2 separate regions of the Mus musculus genome follow, and region 1 is linked to region 2. A link is a contact called in public HiChIP or PLAC-seq data. All regions are on one chromosome and are shown on one strand. The core of a region is the stretch at or near the end of the contact, and the rest is flanking DNA. Distances in the headings are between cores, read along the strand shown. Region 1 holds the start of Izumo2 (IZUMO family member 2). Region 2 holds the start of Prr12 (proline rich 12).

What was found. HiChIP or PLAC-seq counts read pairs in DNA pulled down with a chosen protein or histone mark.
Region 1: a contact with region 2 is called in a CTCF HiChIP or PLAC-seq map of embryonic stem cells, with 2.7 times the contacts expected there. The contact joins the promoter of Izumo2 here to the promoter of Prr12 in region 2. A contact is called at or near these places in 1 of 39 promoter capture datasets (stem cell-derived epiblast-like cells), 1 of 15 datasets of contacts at CTCF or cohesin (embryonic stem cells), 1 of 484 Hi-C or Micro-C datasets (embryonic stem cells) and 3 of 115 datasets of contacts at active chromatin or transcription factors (embryonic stem cells and pancreatic cancer cells).

What each region holds. Positions count from the first base shown.
Region 1 is chr7:44,707,190-44,712,167 of GRCm38.p6, forward strand. It overlaps Izumo2 (IZUMO family member 2), which reads left to right and starts at 1,541. Exons shown (of 7, transcript NM_001368390.1): 1 at 1,541-1,785; 2 at 1,867-1,941; 3 at 3,066-3,152; 4 at 3,322-3,342. The coding sequence starts at 1,554.
Region 2 is chr7:45,050,891-45,055,638 of GRCm38.p6, forward strand. Prr12 (proline rich 12) reads right to left here and starts at 2,444. Exons shown (of 14, transcript NM_175022.3): 1 at 1,906-2,444; 2 at 328-440. The coding sequence starts at 1,991. Prrg2 (proline-rich Gla (G-carboxyglutamic acid) polypeptide 2) reads right to left here. Exons shown (of 7, transcript NM_022999.1): 6 at 3,629-3,757; 7 at 2,714-3,307. The coding sequence ends at 3,289.

The DNA of each region.
Region 1 (4,978 bases), core at 291-2,790, 340 kb before region 2:
CCCAGTCTCTCTGTCTCTCAGTCTCTGTCTCTCTCTGTCTCTCTGTCTCTCTGTCAGTCTGTCTGAATCTCTCTGTCCAACTTCTAGAGATCCCTTCCCTCCCCCACTCACCCATAATAGCATTCTTGCCTTAGATCTACTGTGTGGTGTGATCTCTTAGTGGCACAGCTTGTCCCAGACCTTTCTCTGCTTAGCCTAACATTGAAGACCTGCTGAGCCATCGCACTGGCTCCTTGAACTTTTAAAATTGGACTTACAATTAGATAATCACCACTATCAGGAGGTTGAGACCGGAGGATTGGGAGTTCAATGTCATCCTTCGATAAATATAAAGTTCAAGGCCAGCCTGGGCTGTGTGACACACTCTTAGAAGAGAAATAGGGAGAGGGAGGGCTGGAGAAAGGAAGAAGAGAAAGAGAAACCGGGTGTGGACCTGGGAGTATTTGGGGCGATGAATAGGATCAAAATGCATTGTATGTGTCTGTGAAATTCTCAAAAATTATTTTTTTAAAAAACTATTCTTCCAGTCATGGTGGCGCACGCCTTTAATCCCAGCACTCGGGAGACAGGCAGATTTCTGAGTTCGAGGCCAGTCTGGTCTACAGAGTGAGTTCCAGGACAGCCAGGGCTATACAGAGAAACCCTGTCTCAAAAAAAAAAAAAAAAAAAAAACCTATTCCAAGACAAGGTCTTATTATGTAGCTCTGGCTGTCCTAGCATTCACTAATATTGAAAGAACCTAGTGGGGAAACCCCCACTCAACTCCCGATTCTGTGTGCACCCAAGAATCACCAACAGAACACAACACCTTGATGTAACAACACGAGGTATTTTAATGGCGGAGCGTCGGGTCGAAACGTATCTCACACAGGAGACAGTGGATTCGACCACGAGGCTTGGAAGCTAGGGGTTTTTATAGAAAAGGAGTGGGGCTGGGGGAGGAATTGGCACGGTTTCACATGATTGGTCCATTTAAACATCAGCAGCCTGTTAACATTTAACTTAGGTCAGAGGGGTGGGAGATAGGGAGGGGACGGGCCTGTCCCGGCATGTCCTGGTCTGTTCTGCTATGTTCTCAGCCCCAGGTTTCAAAGCTCACAAACAACTCTTTGGGCTATTTGACATACATTACATGAATCACAGGTCTCAAGTTTTATTTCCTTTCAATATAGACCAGGCTGGCCTAGAACTAACAGAGATCTGCCTGTCTCTGCCTCCAGAGTGCTGGGATTAAAGACGTACCTGGCTTCGAAAATTAGTAAGATGTTGTAAGAGAGAAAGAGGAAAAAAGAAAGAAACGTGAGGAAGAAGGAAAGCAAGAAAGTCTGTTGAATTAGTAAATTTAGCCTACAGTAAGGCAGGACACTTCAGTCTTTCTCAGCCAGGCTTTAGGGGTTGGAGGAGGGCAGGGTGGGGGTGGAGGGGGTGGGGGTGGGGGATGGGGGTTAGAACAGCACCCAACAGGTGTTCAATAAATATGTTAACTACCTGGATTCCAGAGCTACACTCGGAGTGTTCTGAGGTCGCCCCTGTGAGGTCACAAAGTCCCCACCATGCCTTTGGCCTTGGCCCTGGTGCTTTTGTGTGGCCTGGGCGGCCCCGGGGCATGGGGCTGCCTGCAGTGCGACCAGTCAGTGCTACTGGAGCTCAGGCAGTTGCGTGATGCCATCGTCACCAAGCGCTTCCATCTGGAAGGGCTGCAGGCGCGCGCGCAGGCCCTGCTGTTGAGCATGGAGGGGCCTTTCTTCAGGGACTATGCAATGAACGCTTTCGTGGGGAAAGTGGGTGTGTACTTGGGTGCGTAGGGAAGAGGCCCGGGGAGCTGTGGGCCTTCTGACCTGACAGGGCCTCCCTTCTGGTCTGCAGTCGTGGATCAACTGGAAAAAGTGGCGACATCCTTCAAGAACCAAGCCCAGTATATAAAGGCTAACTCTAAGACAGGTGGGAGACCCTTGAGCCACCCCCTGGCCTTCCTTTCTGCATCCGAGCTTCTCCTCTGGGCGGGCATGTGTCCTTTGCTGTGACAGCTAGGCAGAATTTTGAGAAAGGGTTGAGAGGGAGAAAAGCTGAGGTTCAAAGAAGTCAGGTGACCTGTCCAAAGTCACACAGAGTTGACGATGTATGCGGGACACTCCCATCTCTATAATGCCCATCACTAGGTGTGGCCAGCCACACACTTCTGTCTTCTTGTGTTTCTCAAACACTGTGATTTTTATAAACGGGGTGTTTTTGGCATTGTCTTGCTGAAAGACTACATTTCCCAGCTTTCTTTGCAGACTACAGCAATCATTTCAATGGGATAAGGGGTGACTTCTTCCTCTGGAGGCATTCTGGCCATCTACTTCTTTGCGGTGAATAAGCACGGTCCCATCTAAGGTTGGACCAAGCCTTTCTTTCTGTCTCTCTACAGCTGTCTTTTAAAAAAATATAATAATCTAACATTTGTAATAACCTTCCACCAGTGAGTAAACCCGTGGCCTGTCATCCTAGTAACTCAGGAAGCTGAGGCAAGAGGACCATGACTTTGAATCCCTCTAATTAGTTAGAGTTCAAAGCCAGCCTCAAAGCTCTAGGTGCCAGGATTCACGGGAACCAGCCGTTATTCAAGCACAAACAAGTCTGCACACACATTTTGAGTCTCAAACACTTGGGAGCCTTCCAGAATTCAGACTCTTTCTGGACAGTCAGGTCATTTTTGCAAAGAACCGAAATGAAAACCTCTAAAATCTGGAGCACTTAAAAATTCTTAAAATTTTATGTGTATAAGTGTTTTGGGGTTTTGGGGTTTGTTTTTTTTGTTTGTTTGTTTGTTTCTGCATGTATTATATGCCATTTGTGCATGCAGTACCTGTGGGTGTCAGAAGAGGGCATCAGATTCCCCTGGAACTGGAGTTCCAGGTGTTTGTGAGCCACCGTGTAGGAGCTGGAAACTGAATCTACGTTCTTTACAAGAGCAGCCAGTGCTCTTAAGCACTGAGCCACCTCTGTAGCCCAGTCCGACAATTCTGTAAGTGGCTGGAGGTTTGATGAGGACCTGCACTGAAGAGCATCTCTTCCTTCCTCAGACGTTCCTCTGCTGGAAGAGCTGGTGAGCTTCAGGGAACATGCCATCAAGGAACTAAAGGGAGCATTAAGAGACTATGAAATGAAAGGTGCCGCCCCTTCTCCCCCACCCAGTTCTTTCCCTCCTAATAGCACTCCTGGGACCCCCAGCATCACCATCTTGCCAGATTTCCCCCTTCTCTCCCTTGATCCCTTCCCAATTCAATTCTCAAGCTGCCATGTCTGCACGTCACTCATATCAGCTCTCTTCTCTTTCAGCCTGTGACCACAAAACTTGTCGTGAGTTCTAATTTTCCTACCCACCCCGCACCCACACCTATTCCCCATTCCTCCCAAATCAAACCTCAATGCCCTACTCACTTTACCACAAAACCATGAACCCCTGGTCATCAAGGGAGGGTGGTTTGTTGTGAGTGCATGCATGTGCATGTGTGTGCTCACATGCTTGTATGCATGAATGTGTAAGCACATGTGTGCATGCATGGGGTCATGCGTGTACACATGCATGTATGTGTGTTCATGTGCATGCACGAGCATGTGTGTATTTGTTTGTGCACGAATGTGTGTATGTGCCTTCCTATGTGTATTGCATATATGTGTATCTGTGCATGCACAAGTGTGTGTATATGTGTGCGTGTGTGTGCATGCATGTGTGTATGTGCACATATATGTGTGTACATGTATGTGTGTTGCATGAGCAGATGACTGTGAACTACAAGTGGGGCTGGGATCTGAGAATTAGTAAAGGTTTTGAGTTATTGAGGCATTTCTTCAGCCCCACCCTGGTTTCTGAGCTAGGGTCTCGTGGTGTCATGAAGGTCACTGACTAGGCTGGCTGCCCAGTGAGCCCCTGGGATCCCTCTGCCTCGTTCTCAGAGCTTTGACTACACACACTGCCACCTCGAACTCTTCCGTTCTAAGGAGTGAACTTGAGTCTTCATGCTTACAAGGCAGCCATCTTATCCACTGAGCTATCTCTGCCTCACTCCTCCCACCCCAATTGCCTTTGCTTCTTCTTTTTTGACACAAGGTCTCTCTCTCTCTCTCTCTCTCTCTCTCTCTCTCTCTCTCTCTCTCTCTCTCTCTCTCTCTCTCTGTAACCCATGCTGACCCGGAACTCATGGCAGTCCTCTTACCTCACCCTCAACAGTGCTGGTATTTCATGAGTCACCAAGACAACCTCAGGATTTGTGTTGGGTTGGTTGGTTTGTTTGTTTGTTTGTTTGTTTGTTTGAGACAGGGTTTCAGTAGCTTTGGCTGTCCTGAACTCACTCGGTAGACCAGGCTGGCCTCGAATTCACAACGATCCTCTTGTTTCTGTCTCCAGAGTGCTGGGATTACAGGTGTGCACCATCACCCCCTGCTTGTCATTTTGTTTGTTTGTTTTACATTTTATGTTATTAGAGTGTGTGTGTGTGTGTGTACAGCACACATGTGGAGGTCAGAGAATAACTTGGCTCTCTCCGTCTTCCCTGTGGGTCCCGGGGATTAAACGCAGGTCACCAGTCTTGTTGGCAAACACCTTCACCAGCTGTACCATCTCTCTGGCTCCTAAAGATTTGCTTTTTGAGGACTCATGAAAATGATTACAGCCTTTGAGCCGGGGCCTCCGGAACTCTGTAACTGCGGGTACCACTGGGTCTGTGGCATTTATCCTGGCCTCTGAGACTCGGGAACCACACAGAGAGTTTGGTGGCCTGGAATGATACCCAACACAGTTTTCATCTTCCTTTGATTCAGTAGAGGGCACGAGGGTGTAACTCACTGCAAAGGGATCCTGGGAAATATCTTCCCGGCTGCACAGGAAGAGGAGGAGTCAGGTGAGGCTGCATCCTGCACCGTGCCCACCTTTGTCAGAGGAGGCTCCAGGACCAAAAGTAGCAGATCTAAAAATTAGTAAATGTCGAGACCAATG
Region 2 (4,748 bases), core at 1,194-3,693:
AGGAGACGACCAGCCAAGAGAATCCCACGGGGAAAGAAAAGACTAGGGGTGGGCTGGAGGGAAAGGAAAAGCCTGGAAGAGAAGGTGGGATTTGGGGGGGGGGGCCCTGATGGGTAACAGCCAATAGGAGGCAGAGGGGCGGAGCCATGACGGGCCTGACAAATCCGGCGTGAGATAAGGCCTCAGAGGCAACCAATCAGAGGAGAAGTGGCAAAAAGAGGTCCAGGACCCAGAGCAAGGCCAATTAGCAGGGGCGGAACTTTCAGCAACCAATCAGATATCTTAAAGGGCAGACTTGCCCCAGCCCTCCAGGATGGGAGCCCATACCTGCAGGGTGGTGGTTGGTGGCATAGCTTTGTAGTGGGTGGGGGGCCGCATAGGCCTGGCGATGCAAGATGTCGGTTTCTGGGTGGGAAGTCCGGGAGCTGCCGTAGACCAAGCTGGGAGCAAGAGAGAGATGTCAGAGTATTCTCTCAAGCTATCCTCTGGGAAGGGGGCTAGGAGGGGCTTCTCAACTGAATGGAGGTGTTACTCCAAAGAACCCAGAGATAACACTAGGGAATCCAGTCATCCCATGGCGGGGGAGGGGGTTAAAAAATGTCATTCTGGAGCACTTAAGAGTCCCACGTTTGCAAACACGGGCATGCGAGGACACACTGGGGACGGAGAAAGTCAGGGGAAGCAAATAGTCAACGTGAAAGGTGTGGTCCTCCCTTGAAGTCCTCCCATGCCACAACAGAACGAAAGGTCCAACACTGCAAGGACGCACGGACAACCCAAGACCCGCTGAAACGACACGGACCCTGAATTAGGAAAGGAATCCAGCCAGGCCAGGAGCAGGAGGTAGCTTGTGTCCCAAATGGCAAGGGGAGAAGGTGGGGAGGGGACAGGACACAGGGAAAGTCCCAGGTACAAGTCCTGACACGAATTCGTTGCATCCCTAGGGGCTGAGGTTCAAATGCACCGGCCTAAGTGAAGCCAGATGCGTGTACAAACAGGAGTTCAATTCACCCGTGCAAAAGAAAAGGTCCCGAGTGTGAAGTCCCACTCTAAAAATTTATACACGCTGGGGAAAGCTAAGTGTGGAGGGGGAGGAGGGTGAAGGGCAGGTGAAGAGTGAGGACACAGATTAAACTACAAGAGGCAGGTTCACGGGTGAACACGCGGCTAGCCACGCGTGCACAGGGCCCACGCTCACACACACAAACACAAACGGGGAAGAGACACGACTCTGTTCCAGAAAGGGCCCAAATCCGTGGCCTTGCACCAGAGGGCAAACAGCGCGCCATCAACCAGGATTCACAGCTTTGAGCAAGGTGGGGAGCAGAAGGGGGCGTGTCCCTAATCTCAGGACCCCCCCAAACACACAGAATTCTAGTTTAAGAAGGGGGCGGGGCCCCTTGCCCACTCTGCGCGGGGAATTTCTTGGAGGGGGGAGGGACCGAGTGGCCCGGCCTCCTGCAGCCCCGGAACAATAGGACCTGGGAGGGGGTGCAGCCCCCCAGGTCTGCGAGCTGATTCTCTTTTCCTCCCACCTTTGCAGTTGCAGAGCCAGGGGCGCCCGGGGGGAGGGGTCAGCACGCCGGGAATCCAAAGATGGGGGGCAAGTCCAGGCCTTGCTTCGCCAACCCTTCCCATCTTCCCAAGGCCTTCCCGGTTCGAATTTGTTTTTGCGCCTTGCCTGCTTCGTTTCTCTCTTTTGCAAGCAGGAGCTGGCTTTGGCGGAGTTTGCAATTTGCAAACTGGGGCGGCGGCGTTGTTACAAACCCAAAGAAGGCCGCTCCCTTGCAAAAATCGGAGGGGGAGTTGGCGATGCACGCGTTGCCGAGCGGGCCCCAGGCCCAGGCCAGGCAGGAATCCCCCCACCTCTTGGCCCATTTCTCTAGGTCCCCCTCAGCTCCTTACCTAGCTTTCGCTGACCTCTCGTAACTCCATCCCGCCCCGGCGCCGAGCGGGTCCCCGAAGCCGGCGCTGGGGTAGTTCCTGTCCATGAATTGGCCGCGGTGGAAATTGGGGGGAGGGGGAGGGAGGGGGAAAGGAGGGGGAGCGCGCGCGCTCTCCTCCGCCGCCGCTCCCTCCGCTGCTTTTTTTCCTCCCTTTCTCTTTTTTTTTCTTTGCGGCCACCGAAGGCCCGGGAAGGCCCCGGGCGGGGGAGGGAGGGGGCAGGGACGGAGGGGCGGGCAAAGGAGGGGTGCAGCCGCTGAGCCAAGGAGGGGGGGTTCCCCCTGGAGGAGGGAAAGGGGGGAGGAGGGACCCCGCTGTCTCCGCCTTTGCCCCGGCGCTTGCAAGAGAGAAGGGGACGCGCGCTCCGGAGGGGGCGTCCCGGACGGCCCCGGAGTGGGTGCGGGCGCTGGGTGCTCGCTCTTTCGCCTCCGCCGCCGCCACCTCCTCCTCCTCTGCGCTCACGGTGCAGCCATCTTTGCACAAGGCGGCAGGGGGAGGGGGGAGGGGAAGGGGGGCGGGCGGCGGGGTGTCTGGCTGCGCTCCGCTTCCTCCCACAATCCCGTGCAAATGTAAAAAAAAAAAAAAAAGAGAGAGAGAGAGCGCGAGCGAGCACTAGCGGAGCCTGGGAGGCGGGGGGGGGGGGTAAGCGAGTGAGCGCGAGCGCACCAGCGGAGCCTGGGGGTGTAGGGCACAGCGCCTGTACACAGAGATTCAGTTCCACCGCGCGCAAATGCGCCCAGAAAGGGGGCTCAGTTCTTTTGCATTTTTATTTTTTTCTCATTGTTTCAATTTTTTATTTCTTCCATCCCCCCTTCCTTTCCCAAAGGGTTTTTAAGCAGAGGGCAGCTCAGATCAACTCCATTTACCCGGGTGCAACACAAGCGTGACACCCCGCTTACAGCACATTGCAAATGCGCCCCCCACCTTTATACTGGATTACAAACCGCCCATGTGCCCGACTGGGGAAATACACGAAGTCAGGCGTGTGCAAGGGCCTGGTTCCCTGCGCGTACGTGCCCCGCGGCACCAGTGGAGTGACAGCCGAGTCACGTCTGATCCGAGTTTCCTAAAAGGTCTGCCCATTCTGAGGCAGGGCCACTGCTCAGACGAAGTGTGGGGGGGGGTCACTGGAGGGCCGGGGGCACCAACTCGGCAACAGGATGGTCAGGGACGTGCGTGTATGCGTGCCCGGCGGAAACACGTGTGTCATGGTAGACCTCGGGTCCGACGACCCTGACTCCCCCACGGACACACTGAAGCCCAGTCGTCGAAGAAGCTGGCGACTTCCGGAATCCGCTATGAATCAGGGGCACAGTTCAGGGAGCCCGCGCTGCAAGCAGGTCTTCAGTGAGGCCTTCTGAGGCTATCGGGGATGGGGGTTGGGAGTGCAGAGTCAAACATCCCAGCCGCCCCCTCCACCGAGCCTACACCGACCCGCCCTTGGTGCCTCAGCCAATCCTCAATCCTGTAGGCACAAGCCCCACCTTCCTCAAAAGCTGCACTCTTGCAAGGCTGATCCACGCCCCTATAGACAATTGCGTAGGGTCCGCCCTCCCCTGCAAGCTCCGCCCTATGTAGGTTTTCCTAAGCACCAAGCCCTGCCCTTGGGGACACGCCCCTCCCACGCGTTGCCTCTCCCCCCCCCTCCCTCTGGCACCACCCAGGCAGAAGCCCCGCCTCATACCTGGAGTAAGGGGGCGGAGGTGCGTCGTGCACCCCGGAGGCTGCTAAAGCCTGCTCATAGGTGGGAAGGCCTGGGGGCAAGGGTGGAGATTGAGGCGTCTGAGGACTCAAGGGGATGATGAGCCCGGTCCTGGAAACAGAAAAAGTGTGGTTAGTATAAAACCTACATTATAGTTGGAGACAAGGGGGTCAGCGGTTAAAACACTTGCTGAACTTGCTGAGGACCCAGGTTCCAATTCCAGCACCCACATGGCTGCTCACAACCATCTGTAACTCCAGTCCTGGAGGAGCCGACACCCTCTTCTGATCTTTGACGGCACCAGGCACATAAAAGAAAACTTTAAAAGAAACGAATAAAAAGAAACCTACAGTCGGGAGGTGTTGGCACACACGCCTTTAATCCCAGCATTTGGGAGGCAGAGGCATGGGGATTTCTGAGTTCGAGGCCAGCCTGGTCTACAGAGTGAGTTCCAGGACAGCCAGGGCTACACAGAGAAACCCTGTCTCATAAAAAAACAAAACAAAAACACACAAAAAAAGAAAGAAACCTACAAGACCTTCAGAGGTGTAAGAGAGATGGCCCAGAAAAGTGCCTCAAAGGACACCCTGATGGACATGGACATGAACCTGGATGTGTACTCTCATCCACAGAAACAGGTGCCCCAGGGTAACAGAGAAACATCAGGACAGACAACAAGAACAGACAAGACCAAGCTCAGGAGGTCCACACAGACACGAACACAACACAGAAACATTTAGTCCCAAAATTTCCCAAACCCAGTCTCTACCCCCCCCCCCCCCCCCGCAAGGTCTCCTGGGCTGGCTTTAGAACTTGGAACAGTCCTTCTGCCCAGCCTCCCAAGCACTGGGACTGCATGTGTGAGCTGCATGCCCAGCTTCCAAACCCATTCTCTTAATATTGTATTTTGATATTTAAATTGCAGTTATATATTCTCTGTGTGTGCACATATCCCCACACACAAATAAAAGAGGACAACACAAGTGAGTGTGTCTCCTTTCACTATGTGGGTCCCTATGTGGTTGTCAAGTTTGGGAGCAATCTGTTTGTTTTGTTTTAATCTGGTTTTTCGAGACAGGGTTTCTCTGTGTAGACCTGGCTA